Linked DNA regions of Drosophila melanogaster: region 1 is linked to region 2. A link is a contact called in public Hi-C data. All regions are on one chromosome and are shown on one strand. The core of a region is the stretch at or near the end of the contact, and the rest is flanking DNA. Distances in the headings are between cores, read along the strand shown. Region 1 holds the start of lncRNA:CR43951 (long non-coding RNA:CR43951). Region 2 holds the start of CrebA (Cyclic-AMP response element binding protein A).

The links. Hi-C and Micro-C count contacts between places; a contact is called where the count stands out from the background.
Region 1: a Hi-C map of the Kc167 cell line shows a contact between it and region 2, with 1.6 times the contacts expected there. A contact is called at or near these places in 2 of 107 Hi-C or Micro-C datasets (the Kc167 cell line and eye imaginal disc) and 1 of 7 datasets of targeted methods (the Kc167 cell line).

The regions. Positions count from the first base shown.
Region 1 is chr3L:16,045,773-16,051,767 of dm6, reverse strand. It overlaps lncRNA:CR43951 (long non-coding RNA:CR43951), which reads right to left and starts at 2,533. Exons shown (of 2, transcript NR_073940.1): 1 at 2,259-2,533; 2 at 1,465-2,184. It overlaps Diap1 (Death-associated inhibitor of apoptosis 1), which reads left to right and starts at 734. Exons shown (of 2, transcript NM_001274989.1): 1 at 734-1,310.
Region 2 is chr3L:15,533,438-15,539,785 of dm6, reverse strand. CrebA (Cyclic-AMP response element binding protein A) reads right to left here and starts at 4,391. Exons shown (of 6, transcript NM_206374.2): 1 at 3,331-4,391. The coding sequence starts at 3,384.

The DNA of each region.
Region 1 (5,995 bases), core at 1,284-3,783, 510 kb before region 2:
GAAATGCGTTCTTTTTGCATCCAATTCTTTACATTTAGTTCAAAAATAGATGCGGCCATATCTATCGATATATTTGATGTGCCTCAAAAACACATACAATGCAATTTTCAAACAACTTTTTAAATATATTAATACCGTTTCTAATTTTATCTATATAAAACACAAAAAGGAAAAAGAGGATACAACAGAATCAATTTACTTTCAAACTCAAAAAATGCTGTTTTTGGTCAACTTCTCTAATTGTGGCTTCCCTCAATTGTTTGTATTTATTCCTGGTTTGATACTAAGAATTCTCGAAAGTTTATTAAACCGAAACAACAAACAATTGATGTTAAAATAAATTTCCAAACTGATCAAAGTATTTTGTTTTTACTGGGAGTTCTCGGTATGCCGAAGGTTCTTCTGTTTGTTCCACTAATTTTTTTGTCAAATCAAGACAAAATGTTAGGGGCTCTAATTCTGATGAATCGAAATAAGCTCAGTTTTCGCGGTGTTACTGGACCGGGTAACAGACCCTTGTTCTATAAGTGGCTCAATTTTGTATATGTGTTATACCTGAACTACCGTTTCGATTTCCAAACCGTTTTATTCGATAAATGTTGGTTGAAAACGCTGCTGACGGCCTAGCGTAGACTTGATCCCACTGATGCATCTTATCGATATCTTTTTAGCGCGTATCGATACATCAGCGAGCCAAGCACCTTGAACAGTGTGACCCCATTTAGCATTTATTTAAAACTACGACTTCGTGTGCTGACAGTTGTTTGTTTTTGAAATTTTAATATATTCAGAAATATAAATAGCTTGCAAAATAGTTATTAATTAAACTTAAAAAAGTTTTAAAAAAAACATTCCAGTTTAGAGACGCACAGCTGGAATAGCCAACGAAAGTGCGGACATCCCACCCCCAAAAATAATTGCGCATCGCTTGGGCGGCAAAAAACTATTTCGACCGTTCCGCCCCGCTAGTTCTCTCTCTTTCCCCCGCCAGCACCCTCTCGCTCACTAGAAAGCCAAGCAAAACAAAACAAAACGAGAACGCAGAACCGACAAAACAAATACCTATAGGAAAGTGAGCTATATAGGCACATAGCTTTGGCGTAGTCGTTGCACGGCATTCAAACCCACCAGTCGACGTGAGCACAGTTGTGTAAACATTTTATACAGCAAAACTTATTTTAAGTGATTTTATAATCTTATCGTGGTGCGATAAGAGGTGAACGAAAACAATTAACGATTTGGTGGCCGAAAAAAGGCATTAAAAAAACCAATGATAAACTGATACGTTATCACTGTTTAAAATGTCTCTGGTAAGTAAATATAAATATGTGTGTTCAATCTTCCCGCGGTTTATAGAAAAAACAAAATGGGTTTACTTTACTATACTTGAATTATGCTGCATACAAATAGGCGCCGCCTGTCTACCTTTCTCTCTCCAACACGCCTTTTTTCATTCATGTCCTTACCCCCACATAAACAGGGACACGACCATTATCCCTCCCTCTCTCACTCTCTCTCTCTCCCCCTTTCTCCCTATCTCGCTCTCCGCTCTCTGGCGTTTTCTAGTGATTTCTAAAACAATCTGGAGGCCGAGATACACATGTACATACATACTTAGGCATATGTCAGGATCCCGTCTTATCTTATTCGCTCTTGTGCTAGCTTGTCATTTTGAGGGATGGGTTGGAATGAAATCTGTCTGTCGCACATGTTTCTGCCTGGATATTAACTAAGATTGTACCTTTTATCTCCGCCGATGCTGAGCTCATTCGCATCGCATTTCATTCATGATGAAATCAACACCACCCCCATGCTGCAAAACCCACCCATTCGTGGAACGCGTTTACTAGCTAGAATTTTCCAATTTCTAATTACCGCTCAATGTCATTTCCATTTACAGCGCTGCGTAGGTTCCTATGATTGATGGGGTTTTGCCTATAGCATCAGTTGCTTACCTCACTTATTTTACTAGAACGAAATTCATATATCCTCGCTGCATTCTGTTTTGCGTCATTCATTCGTGAGATATTTGTTTAAAACAACTGTCAACTGGCAAGTCTAATCTATACCTAGTAACGGTGACTAGATGGTTTCACAGGAAATTAGGTCACTTGAGTAATGTCATAACCTCTCAAATTCCTTACTTCAAATAGTAGTTCACTGATGAGTTCACTTGGTGTTCCCCTGAAAATGATGAATAAAATTATTTTTGAGTATTTATCCACTACACCATAAACTTAAATATACAATATACATACATCCTTTTTGAGGCTCCATCATTTGACAGCAAAAGATCCGCGGGACACCTCAGTTCGGTAGGCTCATTATTGGATTGTTCCACACATCCACACACCGAAAATATCCTGACAAAGGATCGACGGCAGCTGGCGTCGTCATGTGCCGCGCGATCCTTTCACTGGAAGCGTGCACAATAAGGATGAGGACCCTTGCCCCAGGAGCAGATGTTGCTGGCTCCGCTTTCGGCGATCCTCTGATCGGTTATTACCTAGTTGCTGCAGCTGCCGGCACACGTCCACAATTGTCGATCCAGGTGCTTTCTTTCCTTCCTTTTTTTTTGGCCCTGAATGGAGCAGGTAAATACATGGTGGCTAGAAAAGGGACCGACAGGCAGCACATGTTATAAGCAATGGGTAGTGGCTAGTCTAATCGAATCGTGCCCAACGCGTTGTTATGACACCTTTTGCCAATCGCCGCACAAATGAATGAAGAGAATACAAAAATGGCAAACAGGTTTTCAGCTCCGCTGCAGTTGGCTGTTAATAAAAAGCCACAAAATATAACATAAACAGAATCAACTGTAGAGTATAGCTTTTGAAATGTAATATGAGGAACTTAGGAATTACAAAGTTGCAGCAATCTTTTGACACGCTCCTTAATATTTATCTTAAATGAATATTATACATGCATATATAGATAAAATTAAGGTATATCCCTATTGAGTCATACTTGTTAATGCTGGCATGGTTTCATTATTAAAGCAACAAAGTGACTCAAGTTGTTTGAAATAGCTTAAACAGCTGTCAACACATTAAGTTAAAACGCTGTAGGCTATTTTAACTGTGCATTAAAAGCAGCACCAACAAGAACAGGGCGGTTGCAACAACTTTAAAAGGCCTTGCAAGGCCGTTTAGCTCCAAGCCCGCGGATTTTTCAACTAAAACTTGTCCGGCGACTCGAGACCCAAACTCTGCGTGGTCAGCGGAGTGATCTTTTGATGCTGAATATGAAATGAAAACCGAAGTGCCTCTGGCAGCATCCGCAAATAGAATGCTTGTATAGACGCCACATTTTCGCTTAATTTACAGCAGAAGACCGCCTGCAAACAGTGTCGACTTGCAACATGTCAAAGTCGTCTAGACTTCGCATTTATAGGCAAATTTCTCAAATGCGTCGCGACATTTTCGTGGTAAATTTAGCAGCGTGTATTTATAAAATTTGAAAAGTTCAACCCGTTTGCTTGCGGACGCCATATACACATGTCGCGCACTGTAGCCGGGCTGTTTTCCATAAATGATTCAAACTTGGCAATCTTTGTTTATACAGTATCAGAACGTGTTGGCATTTCCCCTGCCAAATATATATTCATAACTCAAAGGGGCTTAATCAGAAAAGCTTGGGACTTCGTTTAAAAATATTTTACTTATTGATAGTTCATTGCAAATACTTTGTTCGAGGCAAAAACGTCAATTCAAGAAATATGTTTGTAAATTTCATAATATAAATATATTCAACAAATACTTTAAGAATCCCTAGTGGTTTCTTCGCATTTATTAGTTTTTATCAGCCATTTTATCATGTCATATACTAACTTATGTACATAAAATTGCGTAATATTTACTGTAGCAATTACTCAGCCTTGTACTGTGTGCAAAATATATATATTAGAACCCCGCCCCAGGGAACCCTATTTTCTATAACCTAAAAGCGAATCAAAAAGCTGACATTTTAGAAGACATAGAAGAAATTGACTCAAAATAAGGCATTGCAATTGAAGTTGTAAATCTTGTTCTTTAGTTTTTGGTATAAGGACGGATTCATCATTAATTCATCATCATTAGATTGACACTTCTAGTGTCTTTGGTTTAACCTGAATCAGGCTAGTACGGGACCGAGTACGGGACAGAGCCTGCACTTTGAGATGTTCTCTTAATTTTGTTTTTTGTTTTGCTCTTTTCCATACATAGCTTTTTGCATAGCCGATTTGTTTAAAGCTGGCACTCCGCCAGCCAAGCCGTATCATTAAAAGCATTTTTTCGTTTAAAAAAATAATGATCGGAATTCGAAGGCATAATAATCTACCTTTTTTGATATGTGGACTTTGTGAAAGTTCCAGCTGCTCCTTCCTCCTCGCCACAATGAAGGAGAGACAGACAGACAGAGTGAGAGAGAGTGAGAGAGAGGTGGAAATGCGGTGCATTGACACGCGCGCGGCGCATGCTCTTCGCTCTCTTGCAGGAGGATAAAAATCAATGATCCTGGCTGCGGTGTCTGCGAGTGCGAAAGGGATAGCCATACAGGCAACAGTAGTACGTCTATTACGATTTACGTATTAATACTAGTCGTAGTACAACAAAATTATGCACTTGCATTTGTCCATTTTTATTAATTGTTCAACTTGCCCACAATAAAAAGCCAGACTGTTTGATTCTAAACAACGTTTATGGGCCCCGCCTTCACTAAAAGTGGCTAAATAAAGTTTCAGTAATAGCAAGAAAATTAAAAGTGCGGAAGGCCGAATGAACAACTGCATTGAACATTCCACTCACCAAAGCTAGGCAGCTGAGAGAGGGTGTCTGTCTACCTCTCTCGTTGGCAGTTCTGAAAAAAATAACCTTAAATGTTTACAGAATTAGCGTGAAGCCGAGGGATTCGAAATCGACTTCGGCAGCGCTCGTCTCGTTGCTTCGTTTCAGTTGAATGTCGAATCTCGGCCCGTATAGACACAATGGACAACTCGCTTTGAGCGCTGTCTCGATTTAAATTTATACATTTAAAGTACAAAAAAAGTATTCCACGGTACTGAATGTGATAGTTGGCTTTGTAATTGTAGGCGATATAGCAGCAGCAACAACAAAAGCAAATACAGAGCGTAGGAGATAACAGAAAACGTGTTATTGTGTTTTTCCGTTCGTGTTCACGGAAAATCAATAGTGATTGTGAAAGCGCATTATTTACACGATTAACAAATCGTCAAATCTCAACGCAACGGAAATTTTCCAGTGCAAACTTGAGTTTTTCAAGAAAAAGAGAAAAGCCGTCAAGGTGAGCCCCAGTTTTATAATCTAGTATGGTATTTTGTGTACCCCAAGCGAAAAATAACCCCAAATTAACGAAAACGTGTCATCAGAAGGCAAAGGCAACAGCTAAAATATATTTTGTTTGCTTTGCTTGTATCTTTACTCGCACACTCACACACACACTATATATCAGTAAAAAAAAAACCACACAGGCGCACACGATCATACGAGTGCCCACAAGACAAAGTTGTCACATGTGGTTTAACTGCATTTACGTTTCCATTTGTTATTAATAAAACGAGTATACATACTTTTGCATCAGTATACATACTTCTGCATACATAAATGTAAATTACCAGTAAGGGGTTTAAATTTAAATTCCTTTTAAATCGAAAACGTTTTATTATTTTTCGTCGGGTGTGCTTCGTTTTCTTTTGTGTTTTTTTGTGCTTGCATAAAAAGATGGCGACCGTAGAGTTGCTGAATACTCGCTCTCTTATTTCATTTTAAATTATTTACGGAATTACAAACTTGTGTTTACCCAGTGAATTCGGCGAATTTTTCGGTAATGGTTAACAACAATTCAAAATGACACACGTTTGTTTGCACGTCTTTTCTGGCCATATGGTAACCCTGTTTTCACATCGAGTGGTTTCATCCAAAATTCCGCACCCCGCACTTGCCCCTTGATCATCAATGCTGCTTTAAAAACAACATACTCAATTGGATTGGATGAT
Region 2 (6,348 bases), core at 3,142-5,641:
TATATAAGTGCGCGAATTCTACTTAGCTATTGAGAAGATAAGCTCGTTTCTAAGTCCGCATTAATTAGGCATTCTGTTTCCATGTGCTTGCTACTCTTATCAACGAAATGTGAAAATTTCAGCAGTAATTTTAGCGCTGAACAGAAACAATTTGATTTTATATTTTCTTATCATGACTGGACCACAATCAAAAGTCGTTAAGCTGAAACATTGATATTTTTATTCGCACTGGAAACGCTTTGTTTGGCCTCATAAACTGTATTCTTCGTAAATTGAATAACCAGTTACACAGAGATCATCGTAAGTATTGTTGTTGGTTTTTCCACCGCCAATCGATTTTCACAGAATTCCCCCGATCGGCGAATATATGTTTATATTGTATGCGTCTGTTTTTCTAGAGCTTTACAGATTCTGCTGTGTCAACTCTTCATTGCTCCCAACTGATACGGATAGTCAGGGGAACCACTCAAAGATCTCTGAATGAAATGGTAGGGGATTTCTTGATAACACCGATCGGAATCTCGGAAATGCAGGGCACGTGACATTATCGCTCTCTACTGGTCTCTCTGAAGACGAGCTAACCCCAACTGGGACTTTCCAATTTGTGGCCTTTCGGAAACCTCTTGCCAATTTAATATAATTGATTATCGACCCGTCAAGTCATTATTTTGAGTTTTTTGTTTTGGTTTAACGAAAGAACATAAAATCCCATGGCATCATAATTATTATTTATTTATTTTTATTTTTGTCAACAGTTTAAGTGAAAAATGGTGCGCTAAGGCTAATCAAAATTGGGCATTTCAGGCCTTATCTGGGCGCAAGTTTACTTTTTTTTTTTTTGCTTTATTTTTTTGGTTACAAAATACGGTGAGATAAGATTGTTGATATGCTTGAAGAGACTTTAGAATGATAGTTTATATTATTAAAATAATGCCAAAATAGAATACTGATAGGCTCGAGCTAACAAAACAAACGCTTTTGGATGTGATCTTTCAAGGAATTCAGCTATCTAGCCATGGATGATATCTAACCGCGATCTTGATCTTACTTCCCAGACCATTTGGAGGGTATTACGGCGGCGACTTCCCACAGAAACCGATAATTTCTTGTTATGGGCACACACAGGCATTTGAGATACTTATGAGGTAATTGAGCGCACGCCCCGGGTACGGGTACATTGTACCGCTTACGGCGGGAAAAAACGCAATGCAACAAAACCAATAAAAACTGCACGCGCATTTTCCCGGGCATTGGGCCTATTTCTGTCCCTCCGGCTACATTGTCTACAAGTCGAGTAGTCGCCGGCGCGCATTTATTATCTCCCAATAGTAATGACACTGACGAGCCATACTCTATTTGACTAGCTGCAAAGTGCAGCAGCAGCAGCAGCAGGCAGGCAGGCAGGCGAAAAAAGTCATTACTTTGCATTTAGACCAGCTGATAGCAGCCTCTTATCAACTCCACATGTGTCCTCCTCCCAAACTGTAATAGATTCTTTTCTTTTGTGCTCGCCCAGCAGAGCTTCCTCTACACAGCGCGCAAAAGTTGAGAGCGAAAATTTATGAAACATATTATACAAATTTATCGTTATAAAGAAAGCGACAGAAATTTTAAATTACGTTGAAATGTATTACAATTTTTTTGTTGTATTGAATCCGTTGCTTTTTAAAGCTAATTTTTATCAAAGTGAAAAACATTTTATTTATTTATACTTGAACCCGGACCATTTCTAAGAAAAAATCACTAAGTACGAAAAAAAACGACGTTATTAATTGAAACTGATACAATTATTGTAAGTATCTACTAAATTTGATTTTGATCTGTTTTTTTTTTTTACCGTGTACAACAGCAAGAACAAGTGAAACGGACGGACTTGGGCTGAATGGACGGGCGGACGACATGTATTCATTACTGTTTCCGCAGCGATAAGCAATAGACGACGGCATCTCCATCTATGAGTACTCCGCAAATGAAGCTCAGCCCGGCACATACTCATTTCATTATATTGAAACAATTCACGATTGCAGTACGACGAGTAGTTCAAGTTGCGGGGGTGATAGTGAATGGAACTACGACGACAAAACAACCGAAACAGAAATCGTTCGCTAATGATAAATTTCTTTTAATTTCTTGGAAAACTTCAATTATCATTATCGCCACCCAAGACAAAACAACTTTGTAGGACAGCGAAACTTCTAAGTTATGAACAGAAATGTTTCCTGAATGCCAGATATAGTCGCAGTCGCTTATCAAAAAAAACCATGTAAATTGATATATTCGAACACAAAAAGTCACTAAAAATTGTCTTTCTCCCAAAACGAGCACGTAACTGCCAAGATAAAAAGCCTTGAAAGCTGCCTTTTCCTTTCGGCACTAGAGGGTTTGTTTGATTCGGTCGTATCGGTCGTATCTATTTGGCAAAGTTTTTTTTTTTTTGTTTTTCTATTGAGTAATGCCATTGGGTTCGGCAATCCAAGAACGTCCTCCACGAAAATGAAACCAAAACTGTGATTCTGGGTGTGTTGTATATTACGGTGTCTGATGTCTGGAAGCCGGGCAGTTCGATTAGATTCTGGTTTGTTTTTTTCACTATACGGTTATTTTTTTTTTTTTTACATTCGAAATTTTGGTGGTGCGGTGAGCGGACATTTTTATGAGGTGGCTTGGGACAGGTTTGATCGTAGGCCAGTTTGTCGGTGATCGGTATTCTCTCAGGTGATCGCATACATATACATATAAATGCGAACCACTTAATATGCAGAGAAAGAAAAGAAAACTGGCTAAATTCCGTGGGACCCTGGAGATCGAAATTCGTTTCTTCATTTTCCTTTTCTCAAATCGATCATCATACTTAGAATTCAGCTCATGAATAAGTTCACGTTTTTTCTCCCCAACTGATAAGCTTAATGTGGGTCATTAAAGTGTTTTTCTTTAGATTTTTTAAAATGCAATTTCGTTTCGTGGAAGCACGACTCTTGCATGTTTAAAATGTACACCGAAATGACTTAATAATCGTATTGAAGATGTCTCTGTAGTCAAAGATCGAAGTTCAAGGAGTTCACCAAGTTTAGTTGGGGCATTGCCACATAAAATTTAGTGAGCTATAATATACATATAAGAGCTACCAATGTATATCTCGGACATTTTCTTATCGTTGCGTTCGAGTTGTCGGCTTTAACTTTCACATACTCGTATAGCCCATATCAAGCATACCTGCTGTAATAAAAGCTCTCAAGTATCAATGGTTCTGTTCTGACTGATATAATATGGGGGTACAAGTTGCTTTTCGCATTTTTAATTGTGCTCGGGAGTGGTAATTTGAACACTTACCGGATCTAAGTCGGAGTCCCATATATCTTTGAGGTCGCCATCGTAGAATTCCATGGTTGGCGCTAGTCAGATGCGCTCTAAGAACTCTTTTAGTTGTTTTTTTTTTATTGCGGTTCGGGGATGGTGTGGTATGGTTTAATTCGGTTCCACTCGGTTGCAGTCACACTAATTTTTCTACTTTAACCCACTTAAGAACTGTCTTCTTATAATTTTTGTAGTTTATGGTATTATACTATTATTTTTATACGATTTTGCTGACTGAAAAGTGGCTCTTTCTCCGCTCTTTCTCTTTCTTTATACTTTATCTTCTTTATTCCTCGTGCGCTCTTCTACCTCTCTTTCTCTTTTATTTTTTACTTTACTTTTTTTCCGTAAAGAACAGTTCTGGGTGATGACTGTTGGTTGCTTCTTTATAACACTTATTAAGGGGAAACCTGTTGCTTCCAGAGAATGTTTTCACTTGACATTGTTATAGTCTGCGTGTGTGTGTGTGTGTGTGACTTTTTCGTTTGTATGTGTATACCGGGCATTCATTCGTATTGGTTGTGGTATTTGGGGTGTATCTGTGTACGGATCTAACTTGGTTTACAACTGTCGGCTGGATTTAACTTGTTGCATGCGCTTTTCTCGTCGGATTATATTTGGCGTTAACATTAATTGAATTATTAACTTTTTTCCCGATTCGGAAACGAAACACTCGATTTTCATAGAAAATAGTTATTATATGTATGTTTAGATTCAACGTTGATAACCATATAATTTTAGTTTATTTGATTTTTCTTTTCGCTGTACTGTGTTTTGGACTCGATTACGATTTCAATTGATTTAATTGAATTTTTTGATGTGTTTTGTGTGTGAATGGGCAGTAAACCGCTTTAGAAATGGCTTTGCTCGGCCCGTGTATAATAGCATTTAATATGTGTAGTTAATATCGTTAACTTTAGCAATAATATTTGTATGTTTGGATGTATGGGATGGTAGCACACAATTAGAATAAACTGTCCGTAGTGCGACTGCAGCCAAAAACGGTACTAAACTAAATGTCGGTGAAATTCTTGTGAATGCGAACGAACGAATCGAAACGTCAGTCCTCTGCTGACGTCGCTGCCGCCGCTCAGTCGCTCTCTTTTCCGCTACAACGCTTTGTCTCTCTTCCGCACGTATAGCGCTCTCTTTCCGTCTATCTCTTTGTCTCTCTCTCTCTGCGCTTATAATGCCGGCAATTTCAGAATTTCATACAGAAAACCTCGAACAATTGATACTTTTGTAATAAAAAAAATAACAAATTTAAATTAAGGATATGATGAATTGATGTTTCCTCATTAAAATGAGAAGAGAAAAGGTACAATAAATGGCCTAAATATACTCTTTCAATTTGAAAAGATCGCTACAAAATAACATCGTATTTCTAATATCCTGTGTTAATAGTGTTATTGATTCGTTAATCTACGGGAAACGTTTGGGGTTGTTGCTTTTCGTTCCCAAAGGTCAACTAATCACATACCTTATGTTACATTTGCTATAGTTTAATTGAATTTATTGACTTCTTAACGTGTTTGGGGTAGTTGTAACTGAAGACTGAAGCCGTGTACTATACATTTCAAATATTGTATTCCCATGGTTCTTGGCCACCAATCTACCCTTGATACTGTGTAACATGCGGGTTAGCCGGCATCGAATCCGAATCCAAATGCGATAGTATCCGACTCTCTCCCGAAAAGCGTGCTCTTAGTGAAACTTTCACGCTCTTTGGGGTTTCGAGAAGTGAATGTAAGTTGATTGTCGTAAGCCGGCTTTGACGTCGTTTTGAGACCGGAGATCGGAGACCAGGGGCCCGAGATTTGAGATTTGAGACCCGGAGCCGCATAGGAAAGGAAAACAAGTTTCTTCCGACGCTATGGGCTGCGTCGACGTCAGCGTTGCGGCAACATTTGTTAACCTGTTTTTTATTATAGATTTTGTGTTGTTGCTGCGAGTATTTGATTTGGCCCGAATGCACGATGGAATAGGACGGGGGGTGTACCCCGCTCTGCAACCAGACCCGACTTTGGCTGCTGCCGCTTGGTAACACTCGCTCCGTTGATCTTGTCAACTTGACCAAGTTATTTGAACTATGCACATGTGCAGACCATAGAGAGTCGGGCCATTCCAACACAGGCGGGCCAAGCCGAGTCATTTGAAGGCTGTTTGCCGGAGCTGGGAGCCAAGAGTTTTGTTCGGAGATCTTTGAGAGCCAGAGCCTATGGATATGGATATGGCTGTGGGGATCTTTGGGGCCTGGCCTGGACTTATGCTGCTGCTGCTGTCGCTGCTGTTGCTGCTGCTGCTGCTGCAATGCTGCGACGACGGCGACGACGCAAAGTGAATGTACTTTCAAACCAAAGATCCGGTTTAAAGCTGCCCGGGCAACAGATACAGCGCAGACAAACGACGATGACAACGGCGATGTTTTCACAAAAACGCTTGTGTAATACATATGGAGAGGCATAGGTATATGACTATAGCTCCGTGCTCCGTGCACGTCATGTATACCCCCGCTGAAAATATACACACAGCTCTCGGCCACTAATTTCTTGTTTGTTGACGTGATTTTATTGTATTCATTTAAAAATTTCAAATTTGAAAATCCCCAATATGGCTTACACCACATAGTAAATTGGCTGGGCCAACAAGACGCCTCTGAGAGGGATCAGATCATTGGTGCGCCCTTCTTTTTCGTCGCTGAGTACATTGATTTCTCCTTTCGTTTGGTCGTAGTGGATTTCCCTGAATTATGACACAGATATTTGTGCGCTGTATTCGATATAGAGAAGAGCGTTTTGTTCGCACTCACTTCCAAAAACATTTCGTTACACTTTCTAATTGGGAAAAAGGTTAAGATGATCTTGTCAAAGTTGATCGATTCCATGGCTTCACATCAATTGACTCTCGGTGTCAATTTAAGAGGTTTATGGTAAATTTGCAAGGGTAGCCTTTCCCTTCTTGTTTCAAAATTTTGTGTATATACGCGCACATACT